Linked DNA regions of Ovis aries: region 2 is linked to region 1. The links are chromatin contacts, called in public Hi-C maps. All regions are on one chromosome and are shown on one strand. Each heading gives the region's core, a stretch centred on a gene start, on an enhancer-like site or on the middle of the called end of the contact. The rest is flanking DNA. Distances are from core to core; before and after follow the strand shown.

Region 1 (4,279 bases), core at 73-2,572:
AAAACAGAAAACACGAGGCAAAGGAAATTGAAATCAGTCTAAATGCGTAAGACAGGCCCCTAAGTTCTAGCGACACGCTTGCATTGATTTCCTTTTTGAAAGCAGAAATGCAAACGAACAAACCACCTGCTTTTGGACAGCTCAACTTAGGGCTTGCTCTCAAGCCAACTGAGTTTTCCACAAAATCTTAAGCGTAACTACGCATAACTTCTTGATTAAAAGCAGCGAACTGAGGGGCAAGAAGTCATTTACAAATACCTAAAAGCTGGCTTATAACTCTTTATTTTGTATGGTCTTCCGAGGGGGCTGTACAGAGGGAAGTAAGTAAAGCGAGTAATGAGTTCTTACAATATGGGGGGCTCTTACAGGAGGTACCAAGTATAAGCCTTGCCCCAAAAGAGCCTCCTAAAACCAAAACAAACGAGTAAGAAAAAATTTTTGGATCCAGGAAGTAGGATCATTTTCCATTAAGTATCTGAAAACGAAGAGGCCCGGGCAGTGAACAACTACTTGACTCTGGCTTTTTTAGTGAACTAAGTCCCTTTCGGAGAGGAGAGAGGATGAAAGGGCCGGCAGTTAGGTCTATCTTCGCCAGCACTTCGCTGAGCCCGGCTGTTAAGCCCGGCACACCTTCCTTCCCAGACCGGCCTCTCCCGCCTGGAAAAGAATTCCTCCTCTTTCTCGGCCACCGAAACCCCTACCTACCGGCCCCTCCTCACGGACCCCGGCCCGAGACACGCCTCCCGGGGGCCTCCGCTGCCCGAAACCCGGCCCCTTCGGCCACCGGGAGCTCAAGCTGAGGGAAACCGACCAGCTGCTGCCGCCAGCGGGTAAGGTTACCGCTCCGCCGCCGCCGCGGCCGGCCTGCGAGCCGGCCACCTGCAGGGCCTGGCGGGCGCCCGAGCTTCCCCTCCTTCCCGGCGGCCCGCGCCGGGACAGGGCAGGCTCGGCGGCCCCCAAGGAGGCGGGGCAGGCCGGCGGCCCCTCGCGACCCGCGCTGACCCGCCCGCCCCATCACGGCCCCCGCCGACCCAGCCGGCAGGCCCCCCACCCCGGCTCCCGGGCGTCCTGCGGCGTCAGCGCCGCCCCCACAGCCGCTCACCCGGGCCGGGACAGTCTTGCGTCGGAGAGACCGCGCAGCACGAGAGGGCTTGCGGGGGGAGGTGGCCGGAGGGAGAGGAAGGGGAGCGCGCCCAGCACCGCTTCGGCCTCCTCCACCCGCCAAGGAGGGGAAAGGCGAGAGCCGGCAGCACAACAGCCCGCGACTCGCACCCGCCGCCGCCGCGCGCGCCCGCCGCCTCTGCCTTGAGGGAGGCCACTACGCCTCGTGCTCGCGCACGCCGCGCACTTCTCCCAGTCTCCCCAGCGCCGCCTGTTCCGCGCAGCCCCCGCCCACTCGCCTTCCTGCCCCGGCCTCCCGCCCCGCCTCCCCATCGCCCCACCCGCACGCGCGCCTGCGCCTCTTCCGGTCTCGCGGGCCAATGGTAGCGCGTCCCTATTACATAAGTGCGAGGGGCGGGGCCTGGCCGGGACGGCGGCCTCTCAGAGACGGGAACGGCAGGGGACGTCGCGCTCTGTCCCCGGCGCCCCTCCCCTCCGGCGTGCTCCCTTCTAGGCGGCTTCAGCCGGCCCCGGGAGCCGCGTGATCTCGGTCCTTTCGGGTGATGGCCTGCAGTGTGATTCACAGGTCGCTTGCTCACTCACTCTGGCGGCGGCCCGGCCTCAGCCCCCGCGCCTCTTCCTTCTCACGAGACTCCAGTCTCGGCGGCGTCCTCCTGTGCCTCGGCCTGGCGGAGGCGTGGTGGTGGTGGTGGTGGGGATCCCAGGGAGGCGCGCCAGCGCCGCGGCGGCGTGGGTCACCGACCCGGGAGCCAGCCACCAGGGCGCACCGCCACCCCCGCCCCCAGTGAGGCCAGCGGGCCGGAGGCCCTTGCCTGGGATGCGCAGCCTTTGTTCTCTCACCAGCTGCCTTTTACCTCGTTCCCACGGAAACCCCAGTTGTTTGACCAATCTGAGGGGTTTAGTGAGTTCACGATTCACGCCTGACTGTCACTGAGAACTGCCGGCTAGACCTCCCTGACTGTTGCAAGCTGACTACTTAACAATATACTGAGTTGGTAACACTTAAGGGAATGGTTGAGATGATTTTGGGTCGGGGGCGGGGAGTCTTGATTTATGGGCCACATCAGGTAATTTCTAATATCTGAATCGAGCGATGGCGTTTGTAACGATGATTAAAGTTTATCTGGGAAAGACATGTAGACGTTGGTGTTTTTTTTTCCCCTCGCCCTCTGCTTCCCCCAACACACATTGGTTTCTAGTTAGAACTACAGATAAAACAACAAAGAAGACTTTGCATTTGACGTTCCCACCTTGCCCATAGCCTCCGCTCCCCCAGATTTGTCTCTGCGCAGGGAAATGTTAGTTGAACATAAACACAACGCAAGTTACCTGGATTGGGATATGTATAATCACAAAATTGTTTAGGGAGGAGTTAACTGCTGATGGCATTTACGTAGCATAAGACAAGGATCTGGTTGTTCAGTCCTTCCTTTTCACCCTCATTTCGGTTCCTCTTGCCTTTTCACGCCCTCCCTTCCATATTGCAGTTTTAAGTTACATGTTCAAATCAATATTTCTCCAGTATTCAATTGTAAGCTCATTTGTGCCACTATATACACAATGCTTAGCAGCATATAAAACATGGTAGGAATTAAAAGGACTTTTATTGACACATCATGAAGATGTAGCTTATTAATAGTCACCATAACCATAATAACTGTTAACCTAGATAATTTTATTGTTCCTTCACTGAGTCCTGTCTGACTCTTCGCAACCCCATGGACTGCAGCCTGCCAGGCTTCCATGTTCTTCATTAATTCCTGAAGTTTGCTCAAATTCATGGCATTGAGTTGATGATGCCATCCAACCATCTCATCCTCTGTCATCCCCTTCTGCCCTCAGTCTTTCTCAGCATCAGGGTCTTTTCCAATGAGTTGGCTCTTTGCATGGCCAAAGTATTGGGAGTTTCAGCTTCAGCATCAGTCCTTCCAATGAATATTCAGGGTTGATTTCCTTAGGATTGACTAGTTTGATCTCCTTGCAGTCCAAGGGACTCAAGAGCCTTTTCCAGCACCAAAATTCGAAAGCATCAGTCCTTCGGGGCTCAACCTTCTTTATGGTCCAACTCTCACATCTGTATGTGACTTGAAAAAAACCATAGCTTTGGCTATATTGACCTTTGTAGGCAAAGTGACATCTCTGCTTTTTAATAGGCTGAGGATGAGATGGTTGGATGGCATCATCAGCTTAATGGACATGAATCTGAGCAAACTCTGGGAGACAGTAAAGGACAAGGAAGCCTGGCATGCTGCAGTCCATGTGGTCGCAAAGAGTCAGATGCAACTGAGTGGCTGAACAATAACAAACAGGTAGATAGTGTCAGAGTTGAGTTACATTGTTGGATACACTGGGCTTCCCAGGTGGTGCTAGTGGTAAGAACCCACCTGCCAATGCAGGAGACATAAGAGATGTGGGCTTGATCCCTGGGTCAGGAAGGTCCCTGGAGTAGAGCATGGCAACCCACTCCAGTATTCTTGCCTGGAGAATCCCATGGACAGAGGAGCCTGGTGGGTTATAGTCCACAGAGTCGCAAAGAGTCAGACATGACTGAACAAACTTAGCGCATAGGATACCTATCCGGTGTAGCAAAATTTCTTCATGTTTGTAAAACCTGCATATCTGGGGCGTGGGTGCATGCATCTAAGTCACTTCAGCTGTTCTGAGGCCAGCCGTCAAAAGCCAAAACTGAGTAGTGGCTCAATTCCTGGAAATCCCCACCCCTTCCTCAAAATAATTAGGATAATCCTCCCACTCATTAACCTTTGAAATAACTCAGCCCATAAAAACTAACCACACCGTATTTTGAGGCTGCTGTCTCCTGAGATGGTCCACACTCTGGAGTGCATTTCTCTCTAAATAAATCCCCTTCTTACCTATCACACGTCTCTCACTGAATTCTTTCTGCAAAGAGACCTCAAGAACCTGAGCTTCACTAAGTCCTGAAACCAAGTATGTGATCTTAGTTAAAAGACCACGAGTTCAAATCCCAGTCATAGGTGCATGGTTTCACGGCCTTGTACCATATACAAAAGTTAATAAAAAATGGATAACAAAACCAACCGTGTATGCTAAAACTCTAAAATCCTTAGTGAAATATATGAGTAAATCTGCATGATCGTGGATAAAGCAAAACCTTCTTAGATATGACACTTAAAGC
Region 2 (4,078 bases), core at 51-2,550, 450 kb before region 1:
GGCAGACCAGAGGACGACCACCAGATTAACTTTATTCCAAGTCCCCGCGGCTCCCCCAGGCGACTGGACCCGCGGCAGGGTACAGGCCTCGGGCCTGGGAGGTTACCGGGTTCAACACGTGGTATTTTTCGAGCAACGAAATGCACTTCCTCCCCGTCCTGGGGCGCCGGCAGGAGCCTGGGGGTGGTGGGAGTGCCTCCACCGACTACCGGAGAAGGGGTCTCGGCGCTCGACACCCCCCAGGATCTCGCCGCTACCGGGGGGGGCGCCGCGTGGTGTTAGAACCCAATCTCATCCACCCTCCGGGCGCGTCATCACCCTAAAGTTTGAGCGCTGCTGAGGCCGAGAAAATGGTCGCGGAGAAGGAAGTGGCCGGGCGCGCGAGGGGCGTGCGGCTGCCGGCGGCGCGGGGCCCGGCCGGCGCGGGGATCCGGGGTCCTGACGCCCCAGCCTCGGCCCGCTGGCCTCGGGTTGGGTGACATGCCCTCCCGCCCCCTCCCCCCCGGGCCCGCCGGCCTAGCCCGCCCGCCGCCGCCTGAGCCTCATGGCCGCCCGCCCGCCCGCCCGCCGGGCCCGGCTCTCACCGTCCGCCGGCTGCTGGAAGTTCACATACGCGTAGCCCAAGGAGCGGCGGGTGATCATGTCCCTGCAGACCCGGATGGAGAGGATGGGCCCGGCCGGGCTGAACTTCTCATAGAGCATCGCCTCGGTCACGTCGGGGTGTAGGTCCCCCACGTAGAGCGAGGCCATGGGGTAGCTGGGGGCGCTGGGGTTCATCTCGGCACGGCTGCCTGCAGGGCCACAGGCCGCGCGACCTTTCCCGTCAGAGAAGGGGAGCGAGTGCCGGGGCCGGGGGGCCGGAGCCGGGGGGAGGGGAGCGGGGGCAAGCGCAGAGGGACAAAAATCAACCGGAATCGGGAACTACTCAACGGCCGCAGAACCGGGTCGATCCGCTGCCGCTGGAGGCTTGGCTGCTGGCTGCCGGCTGGGGAGCGAGGGTGGCGGTCTCGGGTCCGGGCAGCGGGAGAAGGCCTCGGTCTCTTGGTTCCTTCTTGGAGCTGCTGCGGGGCCGCGGGCGGGCGGGTCGGTCTCGGCTGCTTCACCGGGTTATTTTATAAAAGAGGAAGGAAAAAAAATAAAAGTCTCCGGCGGGGGAGACGCGGATTTTTTTGTAAATTTTTTTTGGGGTTTTTTAAAAGATTTTTTTAGATTTTTTTTGGATTTTTTTAATAATAAATGTGTGTTCCGAGCACGGAGCACACACTCCGCACTCTCAGCACTAACCGCCGGGGAGAAGGGGAAGCACCGCCTCCTGTACCCTCTACTTATACCCCCCGCCGCACTCGCCCCGCCCCCCGCGCGTCTGACGCCAGGGCCCTACGCGAGCGTCAGCGCCGGAGGGGGAGGAGACAAGGAGGCGGAGGGGGAGGAGGGAAGAGAAAAACAGGAGGAGAAAAAGAGCAGAGAGGAAGGGAGAGGTGGCGGCGGCGGCGGCGGCGGCTGCTGCTGCGGGTGTTGGGGGTGGGGCTGGGGCGGAGGGGCGGGGCTTCTGCGCACGCGCCGGGGTGTGGGCGGGCCCCGCGCGGCGTAGGGCCCATGGGGGAGGGGAGTGGAGGGGAGAACCGGCTCGCGGGCGGCTCTCTGAGGAGTCGGGTGGGCCGGCCCCTCCTCCCACACACCCTGCCCCACCTCCACCCGGGAGAGGCGTTGAGCCGTCACCAGGGCGGTGGGCGGGGCGCGGGGCTTCCGGGTTTCTCGGCGCTTAACTACCCCCCACGTGCGCCGCCGCCGAGGGCCCGCTTCCCGCCGCAGCCAGTCGTGTTCCACTCGCCCCCACCCCCACCCCCGCCCCCTAGGGCCGCCGGGCCAGAGTGGGCCGGCGTGATTCCCACCAGGCCCAGTTTCCGCAACGTGGGCGAAAAGGAGCCCAGGCTGGCTCCCCGGTTCTCCTACCAGACCGCACTACGAGTCCCAGCGGGCAGCGCCGCCACGCGCCTCGGCCGCGGAAGCGGTGCCTGCTGGGAGCTGGAGTCCTCAACGGCCGCGGTGCTCGCTGACCCCCAACCGGCCGCGGGTCCTGGCCGCCCGCTCGGGGACCCACCCACCCCCGCCCCCCGCAACCGTTCCAGCGCTGGACCCGGGTCGTGCTTCCAGTAGAGGACCGGCGAGCGGAGGGGCCTTCGGACTCCCGGTCCTCTCCTTTCCGAGCCCTTAAGACTCTTCCCGGGTATCCCATCTGGGCGCTGTCGTTGGTCAGCGTGATTTTCACTTGGGCAAACTATTTTGAGGTCTTTGTCCGTTTCCCTTTTTAAAGTATCGTGATCACAATTCACTTAAGAGGCTAGGGTGGAGTCACTGATTTCGTGCTACTTCTGCCAGCAATTTGAAACTGAGAACAGGACTCCAGAAAAATGTTTTCCTGCAAAGTGCGAGTCTGTCACAGTCGTACGTGGCTCCACAGACTTGGAACCAGGCAAAATCAGAAGTAGTCTAAACGAAGTATTAAAAATGTGTACAATAGTTGTGGAGTTAGTTGGGGGCTTTAATAGGAAGGCTAGCTGTAATGAATCAATTGCAAAAATACCAGTTGATAGGAAAGACATTAAATCAACATACAAATCCCACTTCAAAGTAGTACTGTACTTTACAATTTTTAAAGCTTTAGCATCTTTTATTCTCTACAGCAATCTTGTGTGGAAGGTGGAGCGAGAAGTAATAATTTTATTTTACTGTTAAGAGAACGGTCTCAAGTTAAATGATTGTCCAATTCATTCTTTAATTCAATAAACTTTAAAGCATGTTAAATATATTTTTGGTTGTGGACTGGGTACTTTATTCTCATTTAATTCAAATTTAAACCTTCAGAATCCCGCATAAGTACTATTTTGCCCCTATCTTGGTAGGAAGAGGATAATACTGATATTTTAGAAAACAAGTCACCTTATGTAGTTTATTAGGCAAAAGAGCAAGACTCGGGACTGAGGACTGTGCGTTAGGAAGACAGATCTTAACCTAGATGACAAATCACCGTTCACTCTATTAGAACTCTCTAGTTAAAGTCAGTCCATCCATACGTTTCTTGAATACCTACCAAGTGCATCTGTATGTGAGGAAGATACTTGAAAGACAAATTTCTTTCTTCAAGAGGCTTCTAATGAGCTCTCTGGTAATCATATAAATATAAGCATTACAGTGAGTACAGTAAACACCCAATCCCAGTGTTTTATCTGGCTGTGATGATTTTCTATTAGATTCTAAATTTGTTTTCTTAAAAAAAAAATGAGGATAGAAATTCCATTGTTTACTTTAAAAGAAAATATGATTTCATTTTAGTATTTAAATTACTGAATTGAGTATAAACAAAAATCAGACGAATGAAAGAAGATGTACACTCTTTAGAAGAAACGTGAAAGGAAATCACCTCCTATAACTTGGAAATTCGATCACACCAAGAGCTGAAACTACCAAAAAAACATATATAATTGCTAAGAATATCCACACTGCTGGTAGAGAAAGATGAGGGTGCAATTTCTGATGGAGCTCACTGAAACATCATTGTAAGTAATAAAGGTGGGGAAAAAATGGTCTGTTTTGAATCTAGAAAATTTTGTCAGAGAGCGGAAACTTTGGCAAGCGCTCTAAAGTGGCTGTGGGTCCTCCAGTCACTAGAAAGGGCTTACTCTCAGGTTTTGCTGCTGCTGCTGCTGCTGCTGCTGCGTGGCGTCAGTTGTGTCTGACTCTGTGCGACCCCACAGACAGCAGCCGAACAGGCTCCTCTGTCCCTGGGATTCTCCAGGCAAGAATACTGGAGTGGGTTGCCATTTCCTTCTCCAATGCATGAAAGTGAAAAGTGAAAGTGAAGTTGCTCAGTCGTGTCCAACTCTCAGCGACCCCATGGACCACAGCCTACCAGGCTCCTCTGTCCCTGGGATTCTCCAGGCAAGAGTACTGGAGTGGGTTGCCATTGCCTAGCTGCTGGATTAAATAACTCACAAGACTTCTCTTTGTTATAATCCATTTTGAACAAACAACCTCCCAATTACTAATTGAACCCCCAGGCACCTTGACCCAGGAAAAG

The links. A called contact is a pair of places that touch in the nucleus more often than the background predicts.
Region 2: a contact with region 1 is called in a Hi-C map of blood, with 5 times the contacts expected there. The contact joins the promoter of PABPC1 here to the promoter of ZNF706 in region 1. A contact is called at or near these places in 2 of 16 Hi-C or Micro-C datasets (both in blood).

What each region holds. Positions count from the first base shown.
Region 1 is chr9:76,100,168-76,104,446 of ARS-UI_Ramb_v3.0, reverse strand. ZNF706 (zinc finger protein 706) reads right to left here and starts at 1,322. Exons shown (of 4, transcript XM_015097897.4): 1 at 1,103-1,322.
Region 2 is chr9:76,553,824-76,557,901 of ARS-UI_Ramb_v3.0, reverse strand. PABPC1 (poly(A) binding protein cytoplasmic 1) reads right to left here and starts at 1,300. Exons shown (of 14, transcript XM_060393490.1): 1 at 585-1,300. The coding sequence starts at 777.